Linked DNA regions of Mus musculus: all the other regions are linked to region 3. A link is a contact called in public Hi-C, HiChIP or PLAC-seq and promoter capture Hi-C data. All regions are on one chromosome and are shown on one strand. The core of a region is the stretch at or near the end of the contact, and the rest is flanking DNA. Distances in the headings are between cores, read along the strand shown.

What was found. Promoter capture Hi-C pulls out the DNA fragments that hold promoters and counts their contacts. Hi-C and Micro-C count contacts between places; a contact is called where the count stands out from the background. HiChIP or PLAC-seq counts read pairs in DNA pulled down with a chosen protein or histone mark.
Region 1: a contact with region 3 is called in an H3K27ac HiChIP or PLAC-seq map of embryonic fibroblasts, with 5 times the contacts expected there. The contact joins the enhancer-like site here to the promoter of Cabcoco1 in region 3. A contact is called at or near these places in 4 of 39 promoter capture datasets (the 3T3-L1 cell line, the C10 cell line, hippocampal neurons and 1 more) and 2 of 115 datasets of contacts at active chromatin or transcription factors (embryonic fibroblasts and embryonic stem cells).
Region 2: a contact with region 3 is called in an H3K27ac HiChIP or PLAC-seq map of embryonic stem cells, with 8 times the contacts expected there. The contact joins the promoter of Rtkn2 here to the promoter of Cabcoco1 in region 3. A contact is called at or near these places in 1 of 39 promoter capture datasets (pre-B cells) and 3 of 115 datasets of contacts at active chromatin or transcription factors (astrocytes, embryonic stem cells and pancreatic cancer cells).
Region 4: a contact with region 3 is called in a promoter capture Hi-C map of pre-B cells, with 4 times the contacts expected there. The contact joins the promoter of Rhobtb1 here to the promoter of Cabcoco1 in region 3. A contact is called at or near these places in 7 of 39 promoter capture datasets (the 3T3-L1 cell line, 3T3-L1-derived adipocytes, the C10 cell line and 3 more), 1 of 484 Hi-C or Micro-C datasets (B cells), 2 of 115 datasets of contacts at active chromatin or transcription factors (astrocytes and embryonic midbrain) and 1 of 9 other capture datasets (adipose tissue).
Region 5: a promoter capture Hi-C map of liver shows a contact between it and region 3, with 2.7 times the contacts expected there. The contact joins the enhancer-like site here to the promoter of Cabcoco1 in region 3. A contact is called at or near these places in 11 of 39 promoter capture datasets (the 3T3-L1 cell line, 3T3-L1-derived adipocytes, the C10 cell line and 6 more), 1 of 484 Hi-C or Micro-C datasets (cortical neurons) and 1 of 9 other capture datasets (embryonic stem cells).
Region 6: a Hi-C map of liver shows a contact between it and region 3, with 1.9 times the contacts expected there. The contact joins the promoter of 4930423B08Rik here to the promoter of Cabcoco1 in region 3. A contact is called at or near these places in 10 of 39 promoter capture datasets (the 3T3-L1 cell line, 3T3-L1-derived adipocytes, the C10 cell line and 6 more), 2 of 484 Hi-C or Micro-C datasets (cortical neurons and liver), 1 of 115 datasets of contacts at active chromatin or transcription factors (large pre-B cells) and 1 of 9 other capture datasets (embryonic stem cells).
Region 7: an H3K4me3 HiChIP or PLAC-seq map of craniofacial prominence shows a contact between it and region 3, with 5 times the contacts expected there. The contact joins the promoter of Cdk1 here to the promoter of Cabcoco1 in region 3. A contact is called at or near these places in 8 of 39 promoter capture datasets (the 3T3-L1 cell line, the C10 cell line, cranial neural crest and 3 more), 3 of 115 datasets of contacts at active chromatin or transcription factors (craniofacial prominence, large pre-B cells and stem cell-derived neural progenitor cells) and 1 of 9 other capture datasets (adipose tissue).

What each region holds. Positions count from the first base shown.
Region 1 is chr10:69,184,213-69,188,343 of GRCm38.p6, reverse strand. It overlaps a transcript of Rhobtb1 not described here. Among named protein-coding and RNA genes, the nearest start is that of A930033H14Rik, 27 kb to the left of the region's middle. Within about 2 kb of position 2,278, at least 194 of the 459 cell types and tissues checked have an H3K27ac peak or open chromatin away from gene starts, as enhancers often do. A contact at or near this core is called in embryonic fibroblasts and liver, where this site is marked.
Region 2 is chr10:67,978,199-67,981,965 of GRCm38.p6, reverse strand. Rtkn2 (rhotekin 2) reads right to left here and starts at 2,396. Exons shown (of 12, transcript NM_001359319.1): 1 at 2,154-2,396. The coding sequence starts at 2,192.
Region 3 is chr10:68,540,225-68,544,061 of GRCm38.p6, reverse strand. Cabcoco1 (ciliary associated calcium binding coiled-coil 1) reads left to right here and starts at 2,187. Exons shown (of 8, transcript NM_028491.1): 1 at 2,187-2,315. The coding sequence starts at 2,205.
Region 4 is chr10:69,211,539-69,215,433 of GRCm38.p6, reverse strand. Rhobtb1 (Rho-related BTB domain containing 1) reads right to left here and starts at 2,240. Exons shown (of 11, transcript NM_001252637.1): 1 at 2,059-2,240; 2 at 82-132. It overlaps A930033H14Rik (RIKEN cDNA A930033H14 gene), which reads left to right and starts at 2,336. Exons shown (of 2, transcript NM_001331193.1): 1 at 2,336-2,681; 2 at 3,050-3,895. The coding sequence starts at 2,429. The coding sequence ends at 3,108.
Region 5 is chr10:69,305,481-69,309,651 of GRCm38.p6, reverse strand. No RefSeq gene overlaps it. Among named protein-coding and RNA genes, the nearest start is that of Gm40685, 4.5 kb to the left of the region's middle. Within about 2 kb of position 2,816, at least 45 of the 459 cell types and tissues checked have an H3K27ac peak or open chromatin away from gene starts, as enhancers often do. A contact at or near this core is called in 3T3-L1-derived adipocytes and liver, where this site is marked.
Region 6 is chr10:69,326,766-69,330,559 of GRCm38.p6, reverse strand. It overlaps 4930423B08Rik (a long non-coding RNA gene), which reads left to right and starts at 2,299. Exons shown (of 2, transcript XR_380547.3): 1 at 2,299-2,475.
Region 7 is chr10:69,351,025-69,354,956 of GRCm38.p6, reverse strand. It overlaps Cdk1 (cyclin-dependent kinase 1), which reads left to right and starts at 2,045. Exons shown (of 8, transcript NM_007659.4): 1 at 2,045-2,121.

The sequences.
Region 1 (4,131 bases), core at 1,029-3,528, 640 kb before region 3:
TAGAAGTATTTAAAGGCTTCTCGTTTGGCCAATTTGGGGTAAGTATGATCTCTTTTATGGTTTCTGGGGTGATGATTCATATCTAGACTCCAGCTCTGTGGTAAGGGAGACTGCCCGGAGCTCAAGTCCATAGGAATTTCCAGACTACTCTGGGCTATAGACTAAGACCTTGTGTCAAAGCAAAATAGAATGAAACAACACCAAAAACAAGGGTAAACAATAATCCACAGCTCCACTTGTTACAGTTTGTCCCCTTCCCGTAAATATCACAAATATCACACTGTCCACACTGGGATTCCGTTTCTTTGACTCCTCAGAGTTAGAGCCACTAAAAGAGGCACCTGTTCCAAGGGGCTGGGCGGTATCATTCTCAACATAGCACTAGGCCACCACAAACACTTACCAGCCAGGGTGTTGCAGCTGCGAACATTTCCTAGCATATACATAAAGTTCTGACTGTGACATGGATTGCAACTTGGTATGCAGTATCTGAATGTTCCCACGTCACTTGTCAGACATGTAATCTCCAGCCACAAGATGCACAGACAATCTATCTTGTGGAGACAGGACACAGCACTGGATTTGAGGAAAAGCTATGATAGGAACATCCTCAAATCCACTCAGGGATGTGTGGAGAGATGGTTTTCACTGCCCTGAATTTTGTGTACAAACCCACCCTTCTCAGCCCACATCTGTCAAGACCAGTTCAGATCTGACATCACGCAACCCTTTTGTAGCATATGTGTGGTTTCCTTCTTGCCCTTAATTTCACAGCAGGAAAAAGAATAAAGTCCGTTCAGCAAACAACTTAAACACAGCCAGAGAGATCCCGGAAGATAAATTCACAAGGATCATGGGAAGCTCTTGAGGTACCCTTGCAAACAAACAAACAAACAAACAACAAACAAACAAACAAAAAACCTGCCACCTTGTAAAAGTTGTGTCCTTTGAATAAAAATGTCTCTGAGCAGAAACGAAATATTTAAAGAACAGTGTTAAGACCTCAGCATCTGAAAATTGTACACTCAGGTTCTCGCCTTCATCTTTCTGGGATGCACCCTGTGCTGGTTTGCCACCACCACAACAGGAAGCCCTGTGCACTACCAGAATTGGATGCTGTTCGGAGCTGTGTCTCCCCAGATTGCCATGCTTTACATCGTAAAAGGAACATTTTAAAATTAACGTTGCCACTTACAATCTCCAAATCGAATAGCCATCCTCCGTATATCAAGTCAGTCTGCTACCCTTTCTAGACTAAGCCACCTACCCTTATTTCTTTGTCCTATTCCTTACTAAATCTACCATCAAACCAATTCTTCCATACGTAGTAACCTCAGAGTGAGAACAAGCATGGATAGAGACTTGGCAATGCCTGGAATAGTTTTGATTTCTCCATAAAGGGCAGAAGCTTTGACTTCTTGCTTTCAAGCATCTATATTCTCTACACGCCCACAGGCACAGGGTCACCTGAACCAGTGGCTCTCAGCCTTCGAATGCTGCGTGACCCTTCAATACAGTGCCTCATTTTGTGGTGACCTCCAACCATGAAATTATTTTCATTGCTACTTTGTAACTGTAATTTTGTTGCTGCTGTGGAATGTACCATAAATATCTGGGGTTTCTGATGGTCCTAGGCAACCTCAGTGAGAGGGTGGGAGACCCACAGGTTGAGAAGCACCGGCCTAGGCTATGTGTGTACAGGTCATATATAGAAAGACAAAATGTAAACCTCATATAATTCCATCCCAAACGTTGTGAAATGAACTCTTATTTTGTTTTCTCAGGTTTAGTGGGTTTTCTAGATAGACACAACGGGATAGAAATGATCACACCACTGACAACTTGAAGGAAGCAGTTGCAGGACCTAAGCAGTGGACAGACTGGCGCCAAAGGGTTAGATCCTGGCCTGTGTTTTGGGCCACTGCTGCCCTCTAGGGGACATGTGTGAAATGAGTCAAGTTTCTAGAAAAAAAAAAAAAAAAAAATCAAGACCGAAAATCATTCTATCCCGTCAGCTTTTATGAAAGAAGACAACTAAAAACTCATCAAAACAGGTTCGTGGATTATCTATACGAATGACACAGAAAACAATCCCACAATCCCTCCAGACACGCGCTTTCCCGGGCCATCTGACTGAGACTCACTCTTTGAGAGAAATGCCTTTTTTTTTTTTTTTTTTTTTTTTTTTTTTTTTTTTGTCAAGCCTGGTTCTCCGCAGTATTTTGAGCCTGTTATTTCTTGTCCTGCCAGGGAGCAGCTGCGGACTATGACTAATGTGTTACTCACTGTTTATACGTTCAGCTCTTAGCTTCCAGGGCCCCAGAAACCAGAAACTCCGGCTCCTTCCCTTTTTATGAAGTCAGTTCGTTCCGAGGAAAATATGCAAACATTTCACCAGTTGCCAAATTGATACTTATTTCTGGGCAAGGAGCGTCACTAATTTCACGCATAGGGAAAACATTAACTCATGGTGTTTTTTTTTTTTTTTTTTTAAACACTTGGAAAACTAGGGATACTATCTGCTCTTTTCTTCCTAGATTTCTTAATAATAATTAAAACTTCTATGTGTATGAGTATTTTGTCTCTATACAGCACTTCTATGCCTGGTGTCCCAGAGGACAGAAGAGGGCACTGGATCCCCTGGAACTGGAGTCATGGTTTGTGACCCACCATGTGGGTGCTGGAAACAGAAACCACGGGGCTTTCTGAGGGATCAAAAGGTGCTCTTCAGGCTAAGCTGCTTCTCCAGCCCCCCCTCCCCCAAATCTTGGCCTTAGCGGAGAGTTTAAATGACTCACAGAACTCAAACTTCCCTGTTTGGGGGATAATTTCATGACTTCAGGAAAAGCAGGCTTGTTTCAGTACATCTATCGCCCATCCATTAAGCATTTGCTGAGCTTGTCGTTGCTCAGCAAACACCATGTCAAGGGTGCCAAGCATGTAGGAGAACCCGAGCATACAGGAGAAAGAAGGTACCATTTAGGAAGCCTGGATCTTTGGTCTTTAAGTTGATTTGAAAGTAATAAACGGATTCAACAGAAACCACACTTTTTTTGAACCTTTGTGTTTTTCACAACACAACATTCAATGCTCTTTCGTAATGGCAGGCATCGGCAGTGTGGAGGCCAGTCAGTAGTGGGTAATGGCAGTCAAGCACTATGCTGCACAGTACCGAGTGGGTGTGGTGGTTTGAATATGCTTGGCCCATGGGAAGTGGCACTATGAGGAGGTGTGGCCTGGCTGGTGGAAGTACATCACTGTGTAGGTGGGCTTTGAGGTCTCCTAGCCTTCATGCTCCACTCAGTGCAGAAGAGACCCTACTCCTGGCTGCCTACAAAAGAATCCAGGGCTGCCTGCTGATCAGATAGAGATGTAGAACTCCCGGCTCCCCCAGCACCATGTCTACCTGGATGCTGCCATGCTTCCACAGTGATGATAATGGGCTGAACCTCTAAAACCATAAGCCAGCCCCAGTTAAATATTTGCCTTTGTAAGGGCTGCCTTGATCATATGTCTCTTAACCGCAATAAAACCCAAACTAAGACCGTTGGGAAGCCGTGAGATTCAAGTGTGTTCGCATGCATGTGTGCTGATGGAGGCCCTGGATTATTATGGGGTGTCTTCTGCCATGGCTCTCCACCTTGTTTTTTGAGACAGGGTTTCTCACTGCACTTGAAGTTCGGTGCTCTAGGCTAGGCTGTCTGGCCATGAAGCCCCATCTCTTCAGCGCTAGGAAAAACAGGCACCGTAGTCATGCCTGGATTTTGCATAGGTATTGGGAGCTGAACTTGGTAAGCATTTTACTGAGCCATCTCCTTATCTTTAAATGCACTTGGACCTACATTATTTTCAACTTAAGCCAAGGGCATCACATTTTACTCCTGTACATTTCATGGGATCCAGTAAGTATTGTTGAAACAACTTGTTTTACGTCTATAATCTACTCGGCTTCAAGAATTCTGAGAATAAATACAATTGTGGGACTGGAGAGATGGCTCAGTGGTTAAGAGCACTGACTGCTCTTCCAGAGGTCCTGAGTTCAATTTCCAACAACCTTATGGTGTCTCACAACCATCTGTAATGGGACCTGATGCCCTTTTCTGGTGTGTCTGAAGAGAGCTACAGTGTACT
Region 2 (3,767 bases), core at 1,147-3,646, 560 kb after region 3:
GGGTTAGGTGCTCAGAGGAGTAGGCAAAGGGATGTAATAAAAACAGTCGCCGGGCATGGTGGCGCACGCCTTTAATCCCAGCTCTCGGGAGGCAGAGGCAGGCGGATTTCTGAGTTCGAGGCCAGCCTGGTCTACAAAGTGAGTTCCAGGACAGCCAGTCTGGAAAAACCAAAAAAAAAAAAAAAAAAAAAAAAAAAAAAAAAAAAAAAACCAGTCATCTCTCATGCCTGTGCTCCTGACAACTATCCAAGACAGGCACATCAACTGTTCTGCAGCCATGGAAACTAGACTCAGAACCACCCGTCGGTCACTGAGAATTACATAGCAGAATGGGATTTGACCCCAACCTCACTCCAGAACCAATATGCAGCGCGTGAGGAGTCGAGACACCACTGAGGTTGAAGCCGAGGGCTAACAACTAAACCTCTGACCTCACCCTGTTAGATCACAGATTTCAATTGGGGGCGGGGGACACATAAACTAAGAACACAGTGTTTGTTAGTCAAGTATAAAATCCTCCTCCTGACTCAGTATTCCTGTGAAGTTGAAACCCATTAACATTTTGTTGCTTATCTTCAAGACCCAAACAAAAGCCAATTCTATGTTTTGATATTAGGATTAGAAATTACTATCTTGTCATATTTACATAAATAAGCCTTAATATATTTGCTATATATATTGAAATTATATGCATCATTCATACACACTCACACATATATACATATATATGTACACACACATACACACACACACATATTTCCCTTCCATACACTCAGCTCTGTTATCCTCTTTTCTCTTCTGTAGCATTCTTGAATGTCACTGTCGCACTAATAGCACACTTGGATGGCCACACCAGCACTCACACAATCCCCATAAGAAACTCAACAGATACTGGGTGATGGTGGCGCACACTTTTGGTCCCAGCACTCGGGAGGCAGAGGCAGGCGGATTTCTGAGTTCGAGGCCAGCCTGGTCTACAGAGTGAGTTCCAGGACAACCAGGGCTACACAGAGAAACCCTGTCTCGAAAACAAACAAAACAACAAAACAACAACAACAAAAAAAGAAACTTAACAGATCTCCATTTAGTTCAGTAGAAATAGAGGCTGTGTTAACCATCAACATAGGCGTGGGGTGTGGCTCTGCTGATTGAGGGCTTGTCTAGAATGCACAAGGCACTGGGTTAGAACCCAGCTCCACTCCATCTTAAGTCAGGCTCGGTGTGGCAGCCCTATAAAGTCCATAGTAGGAAAGTGGAGGCAAGAGGAGTTTTAGGAGTTCAAGGCTACCCTTTGACAAAGGCAAATAGGATACCTAGAATACATAACAAAAATAAGAAATATTTCACAAGAAAGTTGAAAGTTTTGTGTATGTTTGTAGCAAACACGTCTTGTGACTACTAATATGGTTTGCACAATAACTCAAACAAAGCCTGGCTCAACATTCCAGAGAATTACAGAGGACTTCCTAACAATACTGCATCTACTAAAGAAATTCTATGATCCTGCAGTATTCGCCTCGACCCACAAATCTGGCAAGAGTATATGGTTCGAACTACTATACTTCAGGAGCCGGTAAGAGGTGAAAATTAAAATTAAAATGAAGATGTCGCTACAAGGATATAAGGGGTTTCTTTTCATTAAAATACTAAAATAATGAACAGGAAGAATACTTTTAACACTTGACTGGGGTTCCCAAGAAATATTCTCGACTACACTAAGTGTAAAAGATTTTGAACATATTTTAGATAGCTAAAAAACAAACAAACACTGGATTCGTCCTCCTTTTTTCCTAGTATTTGTGCATGTATCCATGTTTAAACTTACACCTTCCTGGAAAGCTAAGAACATGCCATTTGAGCGTTCACCCCGCGGCGCCCCACAGTTTGATGCTGGCTCACACGGCTACAAGCAGCACCTTGCATTACACGCCCAGCTGCGCGGGCCGGGGAGCAACTCGAGCACCGACTCCCGGAGCATCACCTCCCCTGCAAGCCTTGGAAGACCGGCAGGTGGGATGGGCCCCGGCGTCCTCCTGTTGCCCCCGGCCTCGCTCTCCTCCTTCGGTGCACCCTTCAGGCGTGCAAGCCGCGGAGCTCGCCCGGCTCTCGGTCTCGGCCCAGGCTGCAGCTCTCCAGTCCCCTGCCTCGCTCACCTGCTGCGCGGCGAGACCCCTCAGCAGCTGCCCCTCCATCTCGGTGCAAGGCACGGCCGATTTGAAAAGCGCGCCCCAGGGCTGCAGCTGCAGATTGCACCAACCGCTCGGCCGTACCAAGTCTGGTCTGCAGGGGAACCCGGCCCACGACGCCGCGCAAGCGTACTAGGAGCCTCTCTGTCTTTAAAACAGCACGGAGACCCGAGACTCTGAACAGACCCTCTGCTACCGCAGGGCTTAAGCGAGGGCGGGGAGTGGGCGGGGCCTGTTGTGTGGTAGGCGGGGCCTAAATACGAAGAGCAAGTCCGGGTGGGTGGGGTCTGTGGCAGGCGGGGCCTGAACCCGCCTGGGTTTTGTCGGCTAGTGGGCGGGGCCTCAACTGGTGGGCGGGGTGGAGCCTTAGAGAAGGCTCGCCATAGAAATCTTTGGCAGGTGGTTTTCTTGTCAGGTTTAAAGTGCGCCTTCTTCTTGCATCCCGCCCGAAGTTGTTTAAAGGCATGAACTGACCGGACCCGACAGACCAATCAGGGATATAAGGATCCATTATCTGTCTCTCAAACATGGCTGCACTCAAAGATCATGCTCTTGAAGGCTGGGCAGACAGACACATTTTGCGAGTACTTCTGTCCCCGGGTTTGTTCGCTTCTAAAGTGACAGCAGACAACACTATCCAGAAGCCTGGTCGTTATTAGCACAGGCTTTTATTAAGAAAGAGGAAGGGGAGATGCTGAAATGCTGAACTCGAGGCCTTAAGCACAGTGAGCAACTGGTCCACCACTGAACTATCCAGCTTAGACTTTTAATTAGAGGATGTACACACCCTTGTAAAGTGTTTAAAATTACCCCTTGACATATCTTGTACCGGAAATGTGTAGGGCTTTGGACATTTTCCTCCTGAGGGAAGACTCTACCAAATCAACTCTCCTACACCACCCTCATTAAAGGCCTGGGCAAGGCTCCTTTTATAAACAGAATGACCCTGTTTATTTTGGGGACATCTCACTTGTTCCAAAGTGGACTTTCAATGATATGGTCATCTTACTTACAGACCTCCTTGTTAAAGCAGTCAGTTGAAAGATGGACTTCTTAAAAAGAAACTGAGTGTGCCAGTGAGATGGCTCAGCAAGGAATGGTGCCCACCTAATGCCAAACCTCCCCGCCTAAGTTCCAATCCCCAGGATCCAAGTGGTGGAAGGAGAGAACCAGCTCCCAAAAGTAATATCTACATATGCGCCAGGACATGGGCATACCGCCCCCCTACACTGAATACAGAGGGGGGGAGGGAAAATTTGTGTGTATGTATATATACGCATATATGTATAAATATATATGCATATACGTATAAATATATACATATGTTTATATGCATATAAATATATATGATATATACATGTATGTTTATATATGTGTGTATACATACATATATGTGTGTGTGTGTGTATATATATATGTATATGTATATATTCCTTCCTCTCAAATGGATAAGTGCCTGGTTGAGAGGCTCTGGACTAGGTGATTCTAGAAGCTGCTATCCAGTTAGGAGTGCTTTTCCTCTTACTTTTGCAGTCTGTAATGACCCACCGTTGTAAAAGCACAAGAAACTCAAAATTACCA
Region 3 (3,837 bases), core at 938-3,437:
AACCTATACTCGAATTAGCAAACTTCTAAAAAATACTTCTCCTCGCCACAGGTATGGAGACTGGAGCACTCTCACTATATATATAGCAAGGGTCTACCATCCCACATTTTGTAAATGTGCCGGTAGTCAGAGAACACTAAAAGACATAATATAAATGACCATAAACTCCAAGGTTGATGCTCCCCTTGCCTTTCCAGTACTAAAACAACCTGGTAAGCTGCAGGCTTCACTTAGAAGCCTATAAGTGCAAGAGAGGCCTGGTCAGGAAGCCTTAGCTGAGCCTGCCAGTGTGATGTCTTCCTCACTGGCCTGTCTCCCCCCAAAAGTGGGAAGCTAACATCAGCCCAAAGTCCTGCAAGTCAAAGAAAGCTTCAGGCTGATGGGTTTTCAACACCATTCTATATCAGGAGGTGGGGTGAGGTTGGAGTGAACAATCTGCCATATAAAATTAAATGACCTCCTCCAAACTCACTTCTCTATAAATTATAATATTGGATGTATTAAGGTAACATTTGGAATTTCATGTTTCCTGAGGTACCACTCATGTCAATGACTCCATCTTTAGGGCAGTGTTCCATCTACTTCTGGGGTCCACAGTTAGAAATAAAGCTGTAAAATTGCCAAAGAGAGGGCAAAAGAACTAAAGGCCAGCTAAATCCGTCCCACGGTCGGAGGAAACCACAAACTACTCTTAGGAGAAATAAATGTGTTTGCAGTTTAGCAAGCACTAAATTGCAGGAATGTGAGCCATTCAACTTCACAGAAGGTGGCTAGCTGCATTCCATTTCTTTGGAGTAAAGATCAAAAGGAAAAAAAAAAGAGAGAGAAAAATATTAAACACTTTAATGAGTTTGGAAGTTGGTGGCTCATAGTAAGTCTGGCAATAACTATGAATTGACTGTATTTTCACTAATTGAACACATTCTAAAATCCTTTTAAAGTGGGGTTAAAAGTCATAGCCATGTTGTTGAGTTAATACTTTGTACTGAGAACTCAGTCAGTCCCTCGAAGAGTAAAAATTCCAAGGAAAAGCGACATTACAACCTGCTTGAAGAGATGGAATGTCTGTGAATTAAGCTACAGATGACTCTTGAATAGAGGTGGGCTATACCAGGATTTGGGTTGTTTAAACTACGAAAACACTTGAGGGACAGACATGGTTATAAAGCTACGTACAAGAACATGTTAAATTTTCTCTGAAAGGCAACTGGAGAGAAGCATTCTGATTTGGTAAGCTGGTGGCTTTGCACAGCATGTATCCAGCCAGGAAAGTTTAACACAGACACCAGCACTGTGAACACTAGGAGGTGACAAGATCCCCTGAACATTTCTAATACAATAATCGGTTTGATCTCTTTGGAAAGCTTTGAAGCCGTTAGGGGTTGGGATTTTGTTGTATGCGTGGAGGAACCGACCCCGTAGTGTATGGATTTGACAGTAAGCGTCTTGCGTGGGTAGCAGCCTCCAAGCAGGTAAATGTATGGTGCATCCCGCAGCCAAAGGAAGCATTGAATAACCAAAAAATATCCAAATATGTAGGATCGGGCTTGTAGCTCAGTGGTTAAGGTGTTTACCCAGGACTCGGGTGACACTGGGTTCAGTGTGTGCTTGCATAAATTGGGTATGGTGCCCTTGATTGTAAGCTCTTGGGAGCTGGAGGTAGGAGGTCAGCAATTCAAGATCCTCTTCAGCCTGGGCTACCAAGGTGGAGTGGGTGGAGGGAGGCTCTTCATACTCCCAATCTAATACCTCCTTGTTTAGAGTCTTTGTATTATGGAAATTTCAAACAGTTGCTAGAGGAGACAGTGTTCTAACCCCACCTCTTCCGCAATTTTAATTCACAAGTCCATTTGCCTCTCTCGGTATTTTGAAGTAAGTTGCAGATTGCCCCTTCCATCACTAGCTAAATATACACCTCTAAAATTAGAGTCAGTTTTTCCTACTGAAGACCACAATGCCACGGATCAGACTTTTAAACGTTATAAAAATTGCTTAAGATCAACCATTAAGAGCCAGAGCCCCCAAATCGCTTATCGTCTCCCTTTTAGAGTTAGCTTTCTGTGTCAACTCCAGAATTGCTTCTGAAGTAAATTTCTCAGTTTCCACTGTAATTCGAGCAGCAGGTGGCCTCACGGGCTCCCGTGAGTGGGCGGGGCCTGAGCTTCGGTTAGGCGTCACTGCCTCCCACCACGGTTGCCTTGGCGATGAAGGCTGCTTCCTCTAAAGAAAACGTGTCAGGGTCGTCCACAGGATTGACCTCCTGGGCGTTGACCACCCCTGGGGTGTCGCCAGTAGGCAGCACTTCTGACTCTGAGGTATGTGTCCCTTTCCGGGAAGTCCAGTACCGGGTCCTTGGCTAACACCAAGGTCACTCAAGGTCAAGGTCAGAGCTGCCTGGGACTCAAGCGGTAAAGGCTTGCAAGCTGATCCTTGGGGCAGAGGTCTCCAGGACCCCTGAAGCTCACACAGACCCTGTGAGCTTACTCTGGAAAGTTCCAGGCTCACGCAGCCTCACAGATATGCAAATCTTTAACTGGAAAAACAAAAAGTAATCTCTGATCTTAAAGGGGACCCGTCCCTTTTTGCAAGTGCCATTGATTGACTGGGAAGATCAACAACTGTTCAAAGGGTGTTAAAGATTGCTGCTTTCTGAGTGAGTCATGGTTAGTTTCTGTTGTCACCTGTCCCTGTCCCAGGAGACAAGACCAAACACCCTGAGCTGAGAGTCTGTTCTCTGCCCCTGGCCTCATGGCTCATAGTGAATTTGTCCCTGGTACTCCAGGGACCTCTTGGGTAACACAAGGTCATCTACCACCCCCTCCTAGCACCAGCTATCAATGTGTGTGGAGCATTAACTCATCGTGACCCTAGACTTAATGCTTAAAGGGTTATTACTATTGCATTTTCACTTATTTGTGGGTGGGTGGATGAAAGTCCCAGTCCCAGTGCTCAGTGTGGAAGTCAGAGGACCACTTGATGGTTGTCCATATGCGTCCTAGTGATGAAGGTCAGGTGTTCAGTTTTGGCAGAAGGTGCTGCACTCCTTGCTAAGAATTTAACCGCAAGTGCATCAGCTAAGCCATCTTTTTTTTTTTTTTACTGTTTAAATCTCCTCACTGAGTCTATCAAGTACAGTTTCCATGAGGTTATTTTTTCCCTTCCTTTTTTTTTTTAAAGACTCTGAGGAGTGAATAATGAAGTGTTAATTAACACAGCTTTGTTCAGCTTCCATATTAGTCCAAACAACAACAGTCTTTGTGAAGAAGATAAGTATTTCGCTGCAGACTCAGCAGTCAGGAAGCACAAAGCCAGTAATTTCATGCCTTCCTCTTCAACAAGGGAGCAAGCAAGCCAGTCCCACTCCACCCCCTCCAAGTCCCCCAGTACTGCAGGCAGACCGCTAAGCCTGCAGGGTCTCCCATGAGCCTTTCTAAATAAAATTAGCATACATTAAATGCACATTTTAACATGATAAACTGGATCCTAAGCTCATTCCTCCCTTGTGATCGCTAATGTAAGTTAACATAATTTTTAAACCAGCATAGAAAACTTTCCAATTAAATTCTGTGTCGTTTAAACATATACAAAATCTTCTATGACTGTATGTTTCCGTGTGCTTGTACACTAACTCACCAGTGAATGTTATGCCCTTTCTAAGAACATTTAGTGATTTGAGGCTTAATGAATCAGTGAGAGAGAGAGAGAGGCGGGGGGAGGAAAGGAGGGAGGGAGGGAGGGAGGAAGATAGTTTAATAAAAAGACTGAGCTAAAATCCATAACATGTACACATACATAAATATATATTTCAATTTTTATTAGCTCAATCTTTTTATGGGT
Region 4 (3,895 bases), core at 991-3,490, 670 kb before region 3:
AGAAACCTGCTCTAGAACATATCTCAGCATCAGAGGCTACAATACTCATCTGTGCTTGTGGGCATGCGCAGAGCTACTGACCTCGCTCCCGGGAAGTGAAGAACAGGAGTTCCTGCGCACAGCTGGTCTTACCTAGAGAATAGAGAGAAATACTGTTAAAATCCCTCTGCCTGCCACCAGCCCACAGGAACTCTTTTTTTTTCTCTAACATACTTTGTATCTTTCTCCACAGGCGAGGATGGGCAGAGTCTGACTAACTTTGGTTTATGCTCTGTGTACACTGGTATTTCTTTGGGTCAAGTATCTCCTGAAATAGCTATGTTAGCATTTTATAGCATTCGAAGAAGTATATTTCTGAGCATTTGGGGATGATACAGAAAAAGCACTTAGCCACAAATGGATGGTAAGCACAGTGAAAACTCACTGGTTTTCTCAAATAGACAAGGGAGTGGGAGATTTTCTTAAAAAAAATTGTCATTTTAAAACACCATCTTAACCCCAACACAATGAATTCTGGTTTCTTCTGTTATTATTATTATTATTAATTATTTTCTTTTTCTGTAGAAGTAATAAGTCGGTAACATCAACCAGGCTACTTGTGTGCATCCTTGTGAGCATACATAACCCTGTACCTTGGGATGCCCGTGACCTTCACAACTTTGGAACATAGAGACTGTTGATAGAGATGGGCTAAAGCCTCCCACCATGGGAAGGAATGGATCAAACCCAGACCCCCATTGATTTTCAAATATGATCCAGGAGTCTCATCAAGAATCTTGTTTAATATGATAATTGACTGCTTGCTTCCCCTGTGGGGACAACACTCAGATGTTACTGACAGTCCAAAGATTGAGTTTGTCTAATGGGAACCACTGGTTCTCATAGGCGTCCCAAAGATCACTGAAGATGAAATAATACACTGAGTCTCAAAAGAGTGTTTAAAAGTGAACTTATGAGCCTGTTGGTGGCTTATTATCTGCCCTTGGCCAAGCTGAATGCCTCTGGAAGCATGGCATGGTTTGGAGTCTCTTGTATGTTTTTATGGCAGGTAGCACAACCTACAGAGAACCTCATGCTGAAACCCCAGGCTGAGTATTCAGTAGTTTCCCCAAAAGCACAGACCAGGGAGATTCAGTCAGGATGTCTCCTCTGCTTGCTACTATCTAGCGTTTCCCAGCTTTCTGTAACTTATCAAGCTTAATGCATGCCTCCACCCCCAATGCCCCAGCATATGTGTACAGGCAGTCCCAAAGGCGCAGCTCTTGTGCTGACGTGCAAAGCCAACTCAGAACCCTGTGCTTGGCTCTCCCTCCTAACTTTTCTGGCTTGTCTGAGTCTAAATATTGACTTTGCTCCTCCGTTGAGTAGTTTGATATGGGATGGAAACCCCACGGCCAACAGTGGAATCAAATGTTATATATACATTTTTTACACAGTCTTGCCTTCCTTCCACTTTTTTGGGGGTGGGTGTGAGTGTGGATCTCTTCTGTGTCTCTCCCCCTACCCCCTGGCTGTGAACCTAGCTGAACACTTAAGTTGAGGTGTGTGCAAGCCCCTCACAAGGCAGCGTGTATTGTTGGCACAGCAACTCACAACAGACTCCCTAGACACAGGGCTAGGGGGGAGGGGAGGGAGAGGGGCGTCATCGTGCATCCAAAGACACTGCTTGGGGCAGGGCAAACACCCAAGGGCTCAGAGCACCCTGCTTCTCGCGTCCCAAGTTCCCCACCAGAGTCCTTCGAGGAAAAGGCGCCTTTCCCCGGGGGCGCGGCAGCACCCGGCCCTGGTGCAACCGGACTGCTAAGGTGCCTGTTGTACGTGTTGTCTGCCGCTACAAGTTAGGGGTGCGGCCGGGGCGGGTGCTCTTCCACATCTCTTCAGCTCACTCCTCTGGGAGGGGACTGTCCCCCCGCATCCCTTCAGCTCACTCTCGCAAACGTTGCTGGGGGAGGGTGGGAACATGGGCCGGGGTCCCCACCTGCCACCCGCGAGGCAATCGGGAGCTGGTGAGGGTGCTCCGCTGCTCACTGGGACACTCAGCACGACACAGCCACCTACCCTGCAGCCGAGCGAGACCTGGCTCCCTCCGCCGCTCAGCAGCGGCCCCCGCCGCGCGCGCTCGCGGGGACGCCGGGACCCTGCGCACCGCGCGCCACCCGCCCGGCGTGGCACAAAGGCAGCATGGCCCAGCCGCACCCGGCCGCGTCCGCGTCCCGGCGCAGGCCACGGGACTCGTCCCCAGGTCGCTGTCGCCGCCAGCCCTGCCCTCCTCCCGCCCCCTTTCCTGGCCAGGCGGGGCACCGGGCGGAACCCTGCGCCCGGGCACGGAGCGAGCAAAGCGGTGGCGGCCTCCGATCGCTCTCTCTCTCTCCACCGTGACGTGAGCAGCCTTGGCGGCTATTTATAACCACACGATTGGATTTCATTCATGAAACCAGGGCCTGGTGTGTCTGAGCTGTGGGACGCGAGGTGGCGAAGGTGCTGCGGCTGCACGCACACCGGAGGGGCCTGGGCTCCAGGGCCGGGATCAGCGTGCGTCCCGCTACCCCGGGGACCCGGCCTTAAGCCAAGCGGAGATCAGAGCAGGGCAGGGTGTGTGCGAGCTGTCCCCGCGCCCCCTCCCCGCAGCATCCCACCCACTCCCGAACATCCGCTGGCCCTCAGTCCTGGGCTCAGGAAAAGTAAGTTGGGCCACTAACCGGCTGGGCAGCATAGCTTTCTTCCCCCTAGGAACTGACCGGCCGCGGACTCCGAGGGAGGACATTGGCTTTTGTTTCAAAACCGAGCCCAGCTGCTGACTAAGCGCTGCGCTGGCCCAGCCTCCTCCCCTGGGCGCTGCACGTGCGGGCTGGCTCTCCCCCTCCTGGTCACCTTCCCCTGCACCGGGCTCAAGGGGTCCCGGCAGGGGGCGGGGGGGGGGGACGCCCAGCTTTTCCCCCCACCCGGTCCTCCCCACCCCCACCTCCCACCCCGAAATCAGCTGTTTTAGAGAGGCTGGGGGGCGGGGGGGGGGAGCTGAAACTGATTTCGGCCTCTTCTGGGTCTGCAGGAAATCTTGGAAGGGAAAACCAGTTTCGGGGACACTGTGGACTTTCAAGCCGATTGTGAGTTCTGGGGGCAGAGTTCTGGTTACTTTTCACGGATCCGCAGAAGAACTGCCTAGGTGCCTAGGGGTGTCTGGCATCACGCGATGCTCTAAGGAGGTGACAGGGAACTGCAACTAACTTGGCTCCTGTCCGCAGGGAACTTTCAGTCCGCCTTCTCAACTGCCTGTTAGACTGGGCTGTGTAATCCGCTCACTCTAGTCCTGCAACGAGACGAGACAGCTGGCGGATTAGGATGTGAATGCCTTCAACTAGGGATGTGCTACGTTTATAAAACCCTTCTAAAGGCTGACATGGAGCACACAAAAAATGGCCACGCTACATCCTTGGCCTCCATCAGTTCTTAGCTAAGGCCTTGCCAGCATCTCGAAAGGGTGGGAAAGATAGATAGCCGTATTTTACTGTGAGGACGGTTACTTAGGGCTATCCTTCAACTTCCCTTAAAAAAATGAATAGCAAACAAAACCCTCTCTCACAGTAACGCCTCCGTCCCTCCTTTTCAGGAAACCACATTTGGTTTTCTTAGATGGACTTCTCTTCCTCCCCAGGATCTCTGGTTTCCAGTCTCTTTGGCAATTTCCTGCCCCTCCCTTAGATCCTCCCATAGCTGGTCTCCAACTCTCGCTATGTTGCCAAGGCTGGCCTTGAACTCCTGCAACCTCGGCCTTGCAGGTTTGTACCACCAACAGGCTAAGCAAACGAAATGTTTTTAAATAAGAAAATGTTGTGCAGGCAACCTGCGGTATTTAAGCAATCCTTAATGTACTGTTGTGGTTGGAGATGGGGTCATC
Region 5 (4,171 bases), core at 1,567-4,066, 760 kb before region 3:
CACATAGAAAGCACCTTGTCTACTGAGTCAATTCACCAGAGATAGAGAGATGGGAGGAGGGAGGAAGGAGGGACAGGGAGGGGAAGGGAAGGGGAAAGGAAGGAGGGAGGGGGAATGGAGGAAGGGAGGGAGGGAAGGAGAGAGAGAGATAGAGAGAGAGAGAGAGAGAAGGCAAGGAGCCTATATTTATTTATACTCACTCCTCCGGTCATGCTGACCTGAAATGGGAACTGAGTGGAAACCATGAGACAAATATATAAACTAAGTGGCTTAGGCTCAAACTTCTCTGACCCCCAACAGCACATAAATCACAGACCTCAGCTGACTGACTCAGCAGGTCTGCTCGAGGCCTGAGAGCCAGGACTTGAGGCAAGCTTTCTGCTCCTCAGAACACGCTTTGGGGAAGTGAGGAATTAGGAGATGGGGGCGGGGAGGGGCATAGTAGAAACTTCCGGGTAATGGACCATCCATTGCTGGCCCATCTGTTTCCAGCCAGTAACATTTGGAAAGCTATGGGACATGGTGGAAAGAGATGAGGATTTTTCGTGGTGTCTGTCTGCATGGCTGAATCTCAAAGAGCCGTTATTGATCTTGGACAAGATAGAAGGCTTGGAAGGGTTTGGTTCCACTTGTTCAGCTTTGTCTTCAGCCTAGGGGCGATGCGCCTCATCTGTGCTTAAGATGTGTATAGACTGTCAGTGTAGAAATGGCTCCTAACCAACCCTTCTGGCTAGGCTGAGGGATGCCTTGTCAGAAGTAGCAAGGCTTGCAGGACCAGATCTGTAGCTGGAGTCAGGCTCAACACTGGATCCTCTGCGTATTTATTCCCTGACCCTTGCTCAGAAGAAGGTTGGTTTTCTAGTCCCATACTCTTTGATATTTAAAGTCAGGATGATCAACCTGCAGTATCTTCACTATCCGGTCCTGGAAGTTGTCTTCCTCTCCATCCCGGCCTTCCAAAATGTAGGTTTTAGTAGGTTCCAAATGTGGGCATGTGAGAAGCACTACCCTTCACGGGTGCCAAGCAGATCATTGAAATGAATGCTTGGGTGGTGAGTTCCGAGTATACCATAAATATTAACTCTATCCTCCACCAGAGAGGGCACTACATACACTTCTCTTGCCTTATCTGAATCAAAAACACCCTCTGGTATTCATGATGGTGACAGGCACCCTATCATGTAAGTTTTCACTCCATCTGGCCAGCTGGAAGGTCACTAGATGCTCTTTCTCAGGCTCAGTAGACACACAGGCATAGCCAACCTTTTGCTTCCACACCAGGACACTTTTGGTTACAAAGTTCACACTCAAGAACTATGGAGTTGGGGGCTGGAGAGATGGCTCAGTGGTTAAGAGCACTGATTGCTCTTCCGAAGGTCCTGAGTTCCAATCCCAGCAACCACATGGTGGCTCACAACCATCTGTAATGAGATCTGATGCCTTCTTCTGGTGTGTCTGAAGACAGCTTCCGTGTACTTACATATAATAAAAAAATTTAAAAAAAGAAGAACTATGCAATTGAGAAACTAGAAAAAGTTACACACACAAAAATTTCAATATTTTAAGTAACTTTTAAATGTTGCCTTGGACTGGGGATTGGACTTGTGTATTTTATTGCAAAACCCACCTCCTTTCCAGGACACCCCACATGTTTTTGAGTAAATAAAGTCCCTGGGGAGAGGCACTCATTGCAGAGGCTTCAAGGCCTAAACAGATTCCATTTCTGACCCACAGTGAGTATTTCCAGAGTTGGGAGCTGACCAGAGCAGACTTGACCAATAGTCTGTGGAGTGTTACTCCCCAGTGTTGGGAGCTGATGGTCTTCTGGGAATGTGTGGAAGAGTGTCTCCATTTGCTATGGGTTCCTCTCGAAACTCATCTTGGAACATCTTTTTGTTGTTGTTGTTTCTTTTGTTTTTGTTTTTTTCCCAGACAGGGTTTCTCTGTGTAGCCCTGGCTGTCCTGGAACTCACTCTGTAGACCAGGCTGGCCTCAAACTCAGAAATCCACCTGCCTCTGCCTTCCAAATGCTGGGAATAAAGGTGTGTGCTACCACTGCTCGGTTATGGAATGTCTTGCTTTCCAAGGAAACATAGCAGGGGGACCCAGTATCCCGCACTCCCTAGCCCCGTGTGATGCCCAAACCAGGGCAGACTCCTCAGTAAATAAACAGAAGCGCTCAGGCATGCAAGCCAGTGGCATCAAAGCTGCAGTGCACCGAGAACACTGGAATGAACATCAGAGAGTGCAGACAACCCTGGAAAAAGCTTTCCCTCTTGTGATTCCCAAGAAGGCAAGGCGACTCTGGCAGATCTGCTCTCATACCAGCAGGGGGCGACAAGGACTCCACAGACACCAAGGGAGTCCTTGAGTGTGGCTTCTCAGGGGACAGTGATCTCAGCTAGCCAAGGGGCTTGCAGGGAGAAGGACCTTCAGGATTACTTAAGGAGGGACTTTCCTGCAGGTAGATTACTTGTGTAAACAGTTTTTCTTAAAAAGAAAATACCACAGACTCCTGGGCCGCCCCTTCTCGTCAATGATTCTGACTTGGGGAATCTGTAGTTTTCAACATTCCTTGGGTGACTCTAATTTTGAAAGGTTTAGAGGGAGTGACATCTTGCTTCCTCAGAAACGATCAGAAACGAGGACAGAGGCTGTGACCTTTAGTGACCATTTTTTGGAAGACTCAAAGTCATCACGGTCTGGCTTTCATAGCTTACTTCCCAGTAGTCCCTAGGGACAGGGATAGTGTGATGCCTGGGGCCGTGACTGGACCTTCTTTCTGCCCCTAGTAAGGCAGGGTTCGAACGCCCCTGACTAACATCCCACAGACCTAGTCGAGCTGCTTATCCATCTCAACTGGGAGCCTGGGTTATCTCACTCTATGCTACATGCTTTGATGACCTCATAATTCACACAGCGTGGTTTTGGGTGGAAATGAGACCAGCTTCTCTCTTGCTCATTGTGCCTGGAGCCTGGGACCGTTATACAAAGCCAAATCCAAGTGTCTTTGGGTGAAGGAAACTGACTCAGCCCAGGAGAGATGCTCTGTAAGAGGTGGTATCAAACGAACTCTACTACATTTTATCCAGGGAAGATACAGGTCTCTGAAGCTGGGCTCCATGCTGCATTGCTGTGAGGCCTCTTTCTGAACTCGGTGTACCAAACTGCACCCAAAACAGAGAAGCCAGGCCCCACTTAGCTCACATTTTCTTTTTACTACTGGTGCCTGCGGGCTCTGTGGCGCCGCCTCGTGGCTGGAGGGTATAATAGCACGATCGGACCTTCGGCTTAAACTGCTTATTCGGATATCATGAGCACACATCTTGTCTACGTTTCCCTATTTGTTTCTGTGTCCCAGGCCGAAAAGCTGTGAGCAACCAGATTTACAGGCTCAGGATTGTATCCGGGAGGAGGAGCCTGAGTAACTTTCTCCCACCCTCGGTCACCGTGATGGACGGCTTTGATCTCTCTGCCTCTGATCCTGATCTCTGAGCCCCCAGCCTGTTCTGTGTCCTACAGGCTCAAATTGATAACCCAAGTGAGTGGCGGGTTCCAGGATGAAGGTCCCTTCCGCTATTCTAATTTTTGCATTTACAACCCAGACACTGGAGGGCAAGGCAGGAGGTTTTCTGTAGTTAACCTCTTTCAAACAGCCTTCAAAATGGGTGAGTAAAGAAATATCCAACACCAACTGGCGTGTGGGAACTCTCCAAATCTGCCAAGCCCATGTGGGCCTGACTTAAGGCTCATCTCCTGGTAACTGCAGATGCAGTGAACTTTGGATGACTCCAGAATCCCATCCCGGGTTAAACTTTAGCCAGCCGTCAGGGTGGTAATTCGATGCACCCTCTGTTAAAAGGACCCTGAAACCTAACGCAGAGCCTCTGCGTACAGCGATAAGAGGCTTTGGAGGTGAGAGGGAAGGCATGTAGGCAAAGGATTCCAGTTGACAAGAGGAGTGCTTATCAGTAAGGAGAAGGGCACCAGGGTAGATTGCACTCAGAAATACCTGAAATTGTGTGACACAAGCCAAAGAAACTAGCCTTGAACTCAGAAGCCCTGAGCTGGCTCTGTCTAGCCTGGGGGTGGGGGAGGGGAAGTCTATATTTTATATGGATCTTGGGATCCTTGGAAGTCAATGCAGGGGGCACGTGGTGGTGGTGGTGGG
Region 6 (3,794 bases), core at 1,050-3,549, 790 kb before region 3:
ATGTTAACGATTTCTTACAAAAGGCCGTGGCCACTAATTTTTTTTTTTTGTTTTGTTTTGTTTTTTTTTTTGTTTTTTTTTGTTTTTTTTTTTTTGTTTTTGTTTTTGTTTTTCGAGACAGGCTTTCTCTGTATAGCCATGGCTGTCCTGGAACTCAAAAATTCACCTGCCTCTGCTTCCCACGTACTGGGATTAAAGGCGTGTACCACCACGCCCGGCCCGTGGTCACTTCTGAGTCCAAAGTTAAGTTATACCTGGACAGAAACAGAACATTTCCTGTTCTACTATCTCAAAACCAGAAAGAATCTTCTGTGTTTGTTAAAGAAAGTTTGCAGAGGAATATAAAGGAAAAAAAGAAAGAAGAATAATTCTACCACCAAACCTGTTGATGGATATTTTATAGCAGATTCGATGACTACTATATAATAAATGTAAGTGTCCCAATAAAACACAAAACGATATATATATTAGAAAAGTGAGAGTTTGGTAGATGGCCATAGGTGCCTGTAGCTCTGAGTTCATTGGTGGCAGCAATGGGGTATGCTGATGTAATTTAATTTAACCAATTTTTAATTTCCTCTGCTAAGTATGTAAATGTTTTATTCTTAATTATATATGCGCACTATGTATTTATATTTTAAGAAATGTTTGTGTTTTAATTATGTGCGGGTATCTCTGTGTGGGTATGTGAATGTGAGCACAATATTCTGAAGGCCAGGAGAGGGCGTGGCTGAAGGCCAGGAGAGGGTGTGGCCCCTCTGGGGGGCTGGAGTTATAGGTCTTTTAAGATGATAGGTTTAAGTACACTGTAGCTGTCCTCAGATACTCCAGAAGAGGGCATCAGATTTCGTTATGGATGGTTGTGAGCCACCATGTGGTTGCTGGGATTTGAACTTGGGACCTTCGGAAGAGCAGTCAGTGCTCTTAACCACTGAGCCATCTCGCCAGCCCCGAGTTATAGGTCTTTGTGAGCCACTGGATGCTGGGACTTGAACTCAGGTCCTCTTCAAGAGCAGCCTGTGCTCTGCTCTTAACTGCTAAGCTGTCTCTCCAACCCTTGTATTTGAAATTTTTGAAACGGGATCTCATGCTGAAGTCCAGGAAGGCCCAGCACTCAAAATATAATTGCAATGCTGAGATGATAGGTGTAAGTCTCCAGCCTGGCTTTCTGTTTTATTTTTTTAAGAGTAGAGTAGACGCTTTGTGAGGAATGATGTCACGTCTCTTCATTGTACTCGAATAATCATGCACTACTTAATAACAGCAATTTCTCGCACTTGCGGCTAGTTTTGCTCTCTTGCGTGTTCCTTTGAGGGGAGCTGTAGTAGTCTCATCTGTGATGGAGAGTTTGGGGAAGGGAATTATTTTGTGGATTTTATTATTGTTTTTAAGGCTTTCATTCCATAACCCAGGCTAGGCTTGAAATTATGATCTTTCTGCTTCAGCTCCGTAAGAGTCCGGGGATTACTGGTTTGAGTGGCCACACCTGCCTAAGAATGACATCTTAGCTGTGGTTTTCCTGTGGGCTAACAATGACTTTATATATCCAGCCATCCATTCATCCTTAAATAGTCACCATTGGTGACCCAGCACACCCCTTGGGGCTGTTCTGCTAGCTTTAACAGAAAACAAGATAAATAAAACATTTTATTCCACCCCACAGCTTTCGTCGTCTGGTTACCCTGGCAACAGACTTGGAGTCTGCACTGTCAGATAACACACAGTCCACACTTGCAACCTGGACAGGACCTGGAGATAGCTCAGCGAAAGGTGTTGCCTGAGTGTAAGCTACCCAAGAGGTTTCCATTATTCCTTGAAACCAGTCATGTCTCCACAAACAAGGTTTCCACCCCAGAAAGCTGAGGCTCCAGGGCTTAAATGAATAGCATCCCGCAAGGGGTATGAAAGACAATCTAAATGTTATAAGGAGAAATGTCACGTTTTCATTAACTTTTATGTATAGATTTAATCCCTCTCTTATTAGGGTTATGTTTAAATCATGCTAGGATTATTGGCAGCACAGTGTAAATGTATCTGTCTTATGAATGAACACACATGTTGAGTGTCGTGGAGCGCTCAGAGTTTACCAATCCTGTCCTGCATCTTTGCTGAGCCACACATAATGCCCTGCGACAGGCTTACCGGGCCAGCTTTCCAAAGCCAGTGAGGTCTGTTTGGATCTGATGACTGAGAAGAGAATTGCTCATGATTTATGATGATAACATTTGAGGCAGGTGAGCGGACCCTCCACGACGGCCTGATACACCTTGTTGAGGGTTGGCTAATTGCTGCAAGGCATGATGGGAAATACCTCACAATGGGCGTGTCTTCCTTTTTTTTTTTTTTTTTTTTCTGTAGTCATAGCACTGGGCCATAAAAAGACAGCTTAGTGACTGAATACAGATAGTCATCCAGGGACCAAGATGGCTGGCGATGCTTGTGGCTTCCGCAACTGGTCCAGGCTCTATCCAGAAGGTAACTGAAATCTCGGTGAGGTGGCACAGGCCTGTATGACTAGCAAGGCAGGAGCATAATGAATTCCAAGCCAACATGAGCTCTGTTTTCAAACAAACGATCTGAAGACAATAACACGCGAAGCTCAGAGAGGAGAAGACAGCTTAAACACGTGGTGGCCAGGTCTGTCTGAGTGTCTCACCTTCAGTTCCAGTCAAAGGTGTTGCAAGTAGCTTTTGCTACCCTGCCCAGGATCCGGGAATGGGCAGCGCTACCAGCCCCCACCCAGCTTCCCAGGAATCCACAGATAAAAGACACAGACACACAGTTGTTCAATTTCAATCTGCCTTTTGATACAATTGCTGGGCGATACTATCTCCCGCCAGGAAAAGCTTGCCCTCATCAATATTCTTATCTCCGCACTTCTCCACCTGCCCTCAGATTTAGTAGCTCAGTTACATCCTACTTAATCACTTCCGACTTCCCTGCCTGTGGGAGTGGTCACATACGGCTGCTCCACCCAAGATCTCACGGGGCTGGTCACCTTTTCTTCATCAGAAGCACCAGGAACTCTGGTCTCTCCTTGCCTCTCGGGACCTGGAAGTCCTGCCTATCTCTCCTGCCCAGTGATTGGCCCATGGCGTCTTTACTGAGAGACCAAGAACCAATTGGGGGAACAGGACCACCCATACACAAAGGTTCTGTTGCCAGAATATAACAGGTAACCCTGCTTGTTAGCAGGAAGCCGGAGAAGAGGGCTGGCTGCAGGCTGGCCGTGGAGAGGCCTTTGGATGCTTTTTTGGTTCACGGGGGAAATGACTTTCCAAGCCTCAGTTTGCCTGCTATTGAGAATTGGTTTGCTCCCTTTTTCACGACATCTGGTTACTATGCCATTTTACCCAAGACAGTAAACCTAACAGTAACATGGTGCCTGGCCTGGGGGCTTATTGTTTCTATGGAGAGTCAGTTTCTCACCTCAAGGGTTGATATATCAGATATCCTGCATCTCAGATATGTACATTATGATTCGCAACAGTAGCAACATTACAGTTATGAAATAGCAATGAAATAATTTAATGTTAGGGGGTTACCAAGACATGAGGACTGTATCAAAGGGTCTCAGCGTTAGGAAGACTGAGCTCCAATGTCTTAGAGGGTCCCAGGTGACCTCCAGGTTTCCCCTGGAGGGACCACTGAAGGTGGCCTTTTTGGAACCAGACCCTTGAATGCAGTCTAGGCCTATGACTGAGTGTCCCCCCACTGTCCTCAGAGCCAGTGTGCATAGGCCTTCCCACTTGATCAGGGGAAATTCGGAGAGTTTTACAAACAAGAATACATCT
Region 7 (3,932 bases), core at 796-3,295, 810 kb before region 3:
TGCATTCGAGTACCTATGCAAACCTATGGAGATGAGAAGACAGAGTGGACTCCCTCAGAGCTGGGGTTACAGGCATTTACAAGGATGCTGGGTTTGTTTTGTTGGTGGAGGGATCTGAACTCCCATCTTCATGATTGTGCGCAAATGCTCTTAATGGCTGAGCCATCTCTCTGGTCCCACACCACACTGCTTCATTTTCTTGAGGAGTTGAGAATCTTTTCAAAGTGGAGCACAGCCTCTTTGAAGGATGTGGTCTGAGGGTGGTGGCAAGATAGAGCTTTTGGTGTTGACTTAGAGCCGATAAAACAGATGACATTTTGTTTGTTCATAGATTTGTGAAGGTTTGATTTCTAAGGAATATTTAACATTTAAAAAAAAGATTTATCTATTTGGTATACAGTATTCTACACACATGTATGCCTGCACACAAGAAGAGGGCAGCAGATCTCATTATAGATGGTTATAAGCCATCATGTGGTTGCTGGGAATTGAACTCAGGACCTCTAGGAAGAGCAGACAGTGCTCTTAACCTCTGAGCCATCTCTTCAGCCCAATATTTAACATTCTTATGTGGAGATATGTCAAAACATTTAGTGTGTTATCATTGTATACATAATGAATACATAAGTGTATAATCACAGAAACAGGCTGGCATTTTTTCTTTTCAGTTTTGAGGGTGTCTTTCAGTGTTTCATTGGTTCCTATCCTCTTGTCTTCTTAAGGTACTTTAAATGTGATCCTTCTGCTGGCTGCTAAAAACTCATTGAAAAAAACATAATCTGCAGGAACACGGGAGAGCTGGAAAATACATCAAGTTACCTGACACAGACATAGAGAGACAGACACTTCATGTTCTTTCTCATAGGCGGATCCTAGCATGTAATGTTCATATGTTAGTGTGTATATAAGGTTCCAACTAGAAAGGAAAGGCTGCCCGAGTGGGGGGGGGGATTAGAGTCATGGACATGGTGATAGGACACAGAGGGCTATGGGCTTGGGGGCGTGCAGTTACGAGGTGCGGGGACTAGGGTTACTGGGAGAAGGGATGAGAAGAATTAACACAGACCAATATTGTCTGAAAATTCCATAGTGAAACTTAATATTATATATATACATATATTAAAGGTGTGTGCCACAATCCTCAGATATATATATATATATATATGTATATATATATATACACACACATATATACACACACACACACATATATATACACACATACATATGTAAACTAATATATTATATATTAATATTATATATTATTTATATTATCCCAGCTTAATATAGAATTTTGAAAGGCATAATCATAAAGTAATTTTAAATGTTAGCAATAGCCAGGTGGTGGTGGCAGCACACGCCTTTAACCCCAGTACTCTGGAGGCAGAGGCAGGAGGATCTCTGTGAGTTCAAGGCCAGCCTGGTCTACAGAGCAAGTTCTAGGTCAGTCAAAATTACACCCAGAAACCTTGTCTCAAAACAAAACAAAATAAAAGTAAGAAACTCTTTTTTTTTTTTTTTTTTTTTTTTGGTTTTTCGAGACAGGGTTTCTCTGTATGTGTAGCCCTGGCTGTCCTGGAACTCACTCTGTAGACCAGGCTGGCCTCGAACTCAGAAATTTGCCCTGCCTTTGCCTCCCGAAAGCTGAGACTAAAGGTGTGTGCTACCACGCCCAGCTAATAACAAGCTCTTGATGTAGTGGTACTGTCACTTTGGTGGCTGGCTATCTAAATTCAATGCATTTGAATTGTGTTAGTCTTGGAGGGAAATTACACACAGAAAGGTAGCTGGAGAAAAAAGAGAATAGATTAGACTGTCCAGAAACAACAGGACGATATTGGAAGGAAAACAGAGCTCAAGAGTCAGTTGGCGCCCGCCCTCCTGCAATTCCTCTGGCCGCGGTTTCCGCTCCCTTTCGCGCTCTGCGCTCCCAGGCAGCCCCGCCCAAGCGTAGCTCAGCTCTGATTGGCTCCTTTGAACGTCTACGTGCAATCGGATTGGCGGATCCCGGGAGCTTTACCGCGGCGAGTTTGAAACTGCTGGCACTCGGCCTCTAAGCTCCTGGAGTTGCTGCGTCCGCGCAGTCCGGAACTGCGGTGTGGCCCCAGCCGGGACAGAGAGGTATGGCGTGAGTCGGACTGGGTGCAGGCTGGGCCTGCGGGGGCTCCACGGGATCTGGGGGTTCCCCCGGGGAAGGGCAGGACATCCATGTGAGCCTGGGGATCCCTTGTGGACGGGTAGGGCCTCCACGTGAGATCTTGGTCTCCTGTGGACGGGTAGGGCCTCACCTAAGTCCGGGATCCCTTATGGTCGGGCATGGCCTCCCTGAGCCCGGGGTCTGGGGTACCCTATGGATGAGCATGTCCTCATCTGAGGCCAGGGTCCCCTATGCAGGAGCATGGCCTACCTGAGCCTGGGGACACTATGGAGGAGCAGGGCTCACCGGAGCCTGGGATCCCTATGGGGGGGGGGGGCAGGGCTCACCCGATCCAGCGGTCCCTTATGGAAGGGCAAGGCTCACTTGAGCCCCGGGTCCTGCGGACGTGCAGGCCCCTACGCGAGCTCCAGGTTCCTGCAGACTGGATGGGCCTCGCTGGAGTGGGCCCGGGTGTGGGCGGGGTGCCAAGTTATGTCCCAGGCCCTGTTGGCTGCCAGTGTGGAGCTGGGCTGCACCAGGCCAGCTGCCTTCGGAGGCCTTAAGTCGGTACTGCCGGAGAAACAGACCCGTGGTCGTTTAAAAAGCTTATTCCTACCAAGGTGCAGAACCAAGAAAGTGTAGGATCGTTTATTTTTAGTTGCCTGTGCTAAGGCCACAGACTGTACCCAGGCAAAGAAGGAGAGAGAGGGAGAACCGCGGATGCCTTCGCGTCCTTGATCGTCTTAAAACATAAATACCGATGAAGGTTCTGATGTGCGGGCCACCATCGCCTGCCCCCAACTTGGATACACTGGGCAGCTTTTAACAGCAGGCCCGGGAGACTGGAAAATGTTGGAAGGAAATAAGCCCAGCTTTCAAGACATGTTAACTCTTTGCTGTCTGTGCAGAGGTGGTTGAAACGTTTAATGCTCTATAGTTATATTAAGTCTCTGTATTGAAGAAAGGGGGTTGGGGGGGGATGCGTTGAAATTTCCTAAACATAATCTCCATAGTTGAGAGTCAATCTTATGTGTCTGAGAATCCCCAGGGTTCAGTGGGATGCCTGGCAGGACCCTTGGACGGGTTTACATTTTCCTTCTGAATTTTTATCTGTTGAGCCGCTGCCTCCTTGTGCAGTGCCAAGAGCTGGGATTCCTGGCTGTGCCCCCACACCCCATGGAGTTGATTTTACTGTGGAAAGAGATCTGTAAGGAACAGCTCACGAGAGGTCAGCCATTCCTTGATGCTCATTCATAAGGATCTTGTCACCCGTGGCAGAGGGCTTTCAAGGAGAAGGCACACCTTTTTCCTACCATTCTTTGTGAGCCAAGAAATTGTTTCTCCCTTGTTCGTGATATTTTTCAAAGCATGATTAGCAAACACACTGTCTTAGCGTTGTTGGGATGAAACACCATGACCAAAGCAAAGGAACTTGGGAAGGAAAGGGTTTAGTTGTCTTGTACTTCCACGTCACAGTTCGGCCTCAGAGGAAGTCTGGACAGGAACCTGGAGGCAGGAGGCCATGGAGGGGGCTGCTTCCTGCCTTCTTTCACATAGCTTGCTCAGCCTGCTTTAAGAACACAGGACCCTATATGCCCACGGATGACCCCACCCACAACGGGCTGAGCCCGCCCCCATCAATCTCTAATTAAGAAACTGACCTAAAGACTTGCCTCCAGCCCCATCCTATGGGAGCATTTTCTTAACTGAGGTTCTCTCCTCTCAAGATGACTTCAGCTTGTGACAATGTGACCTGGCCTAAAGCTAGCCAGCACAGCACAACACCTTCCATTCT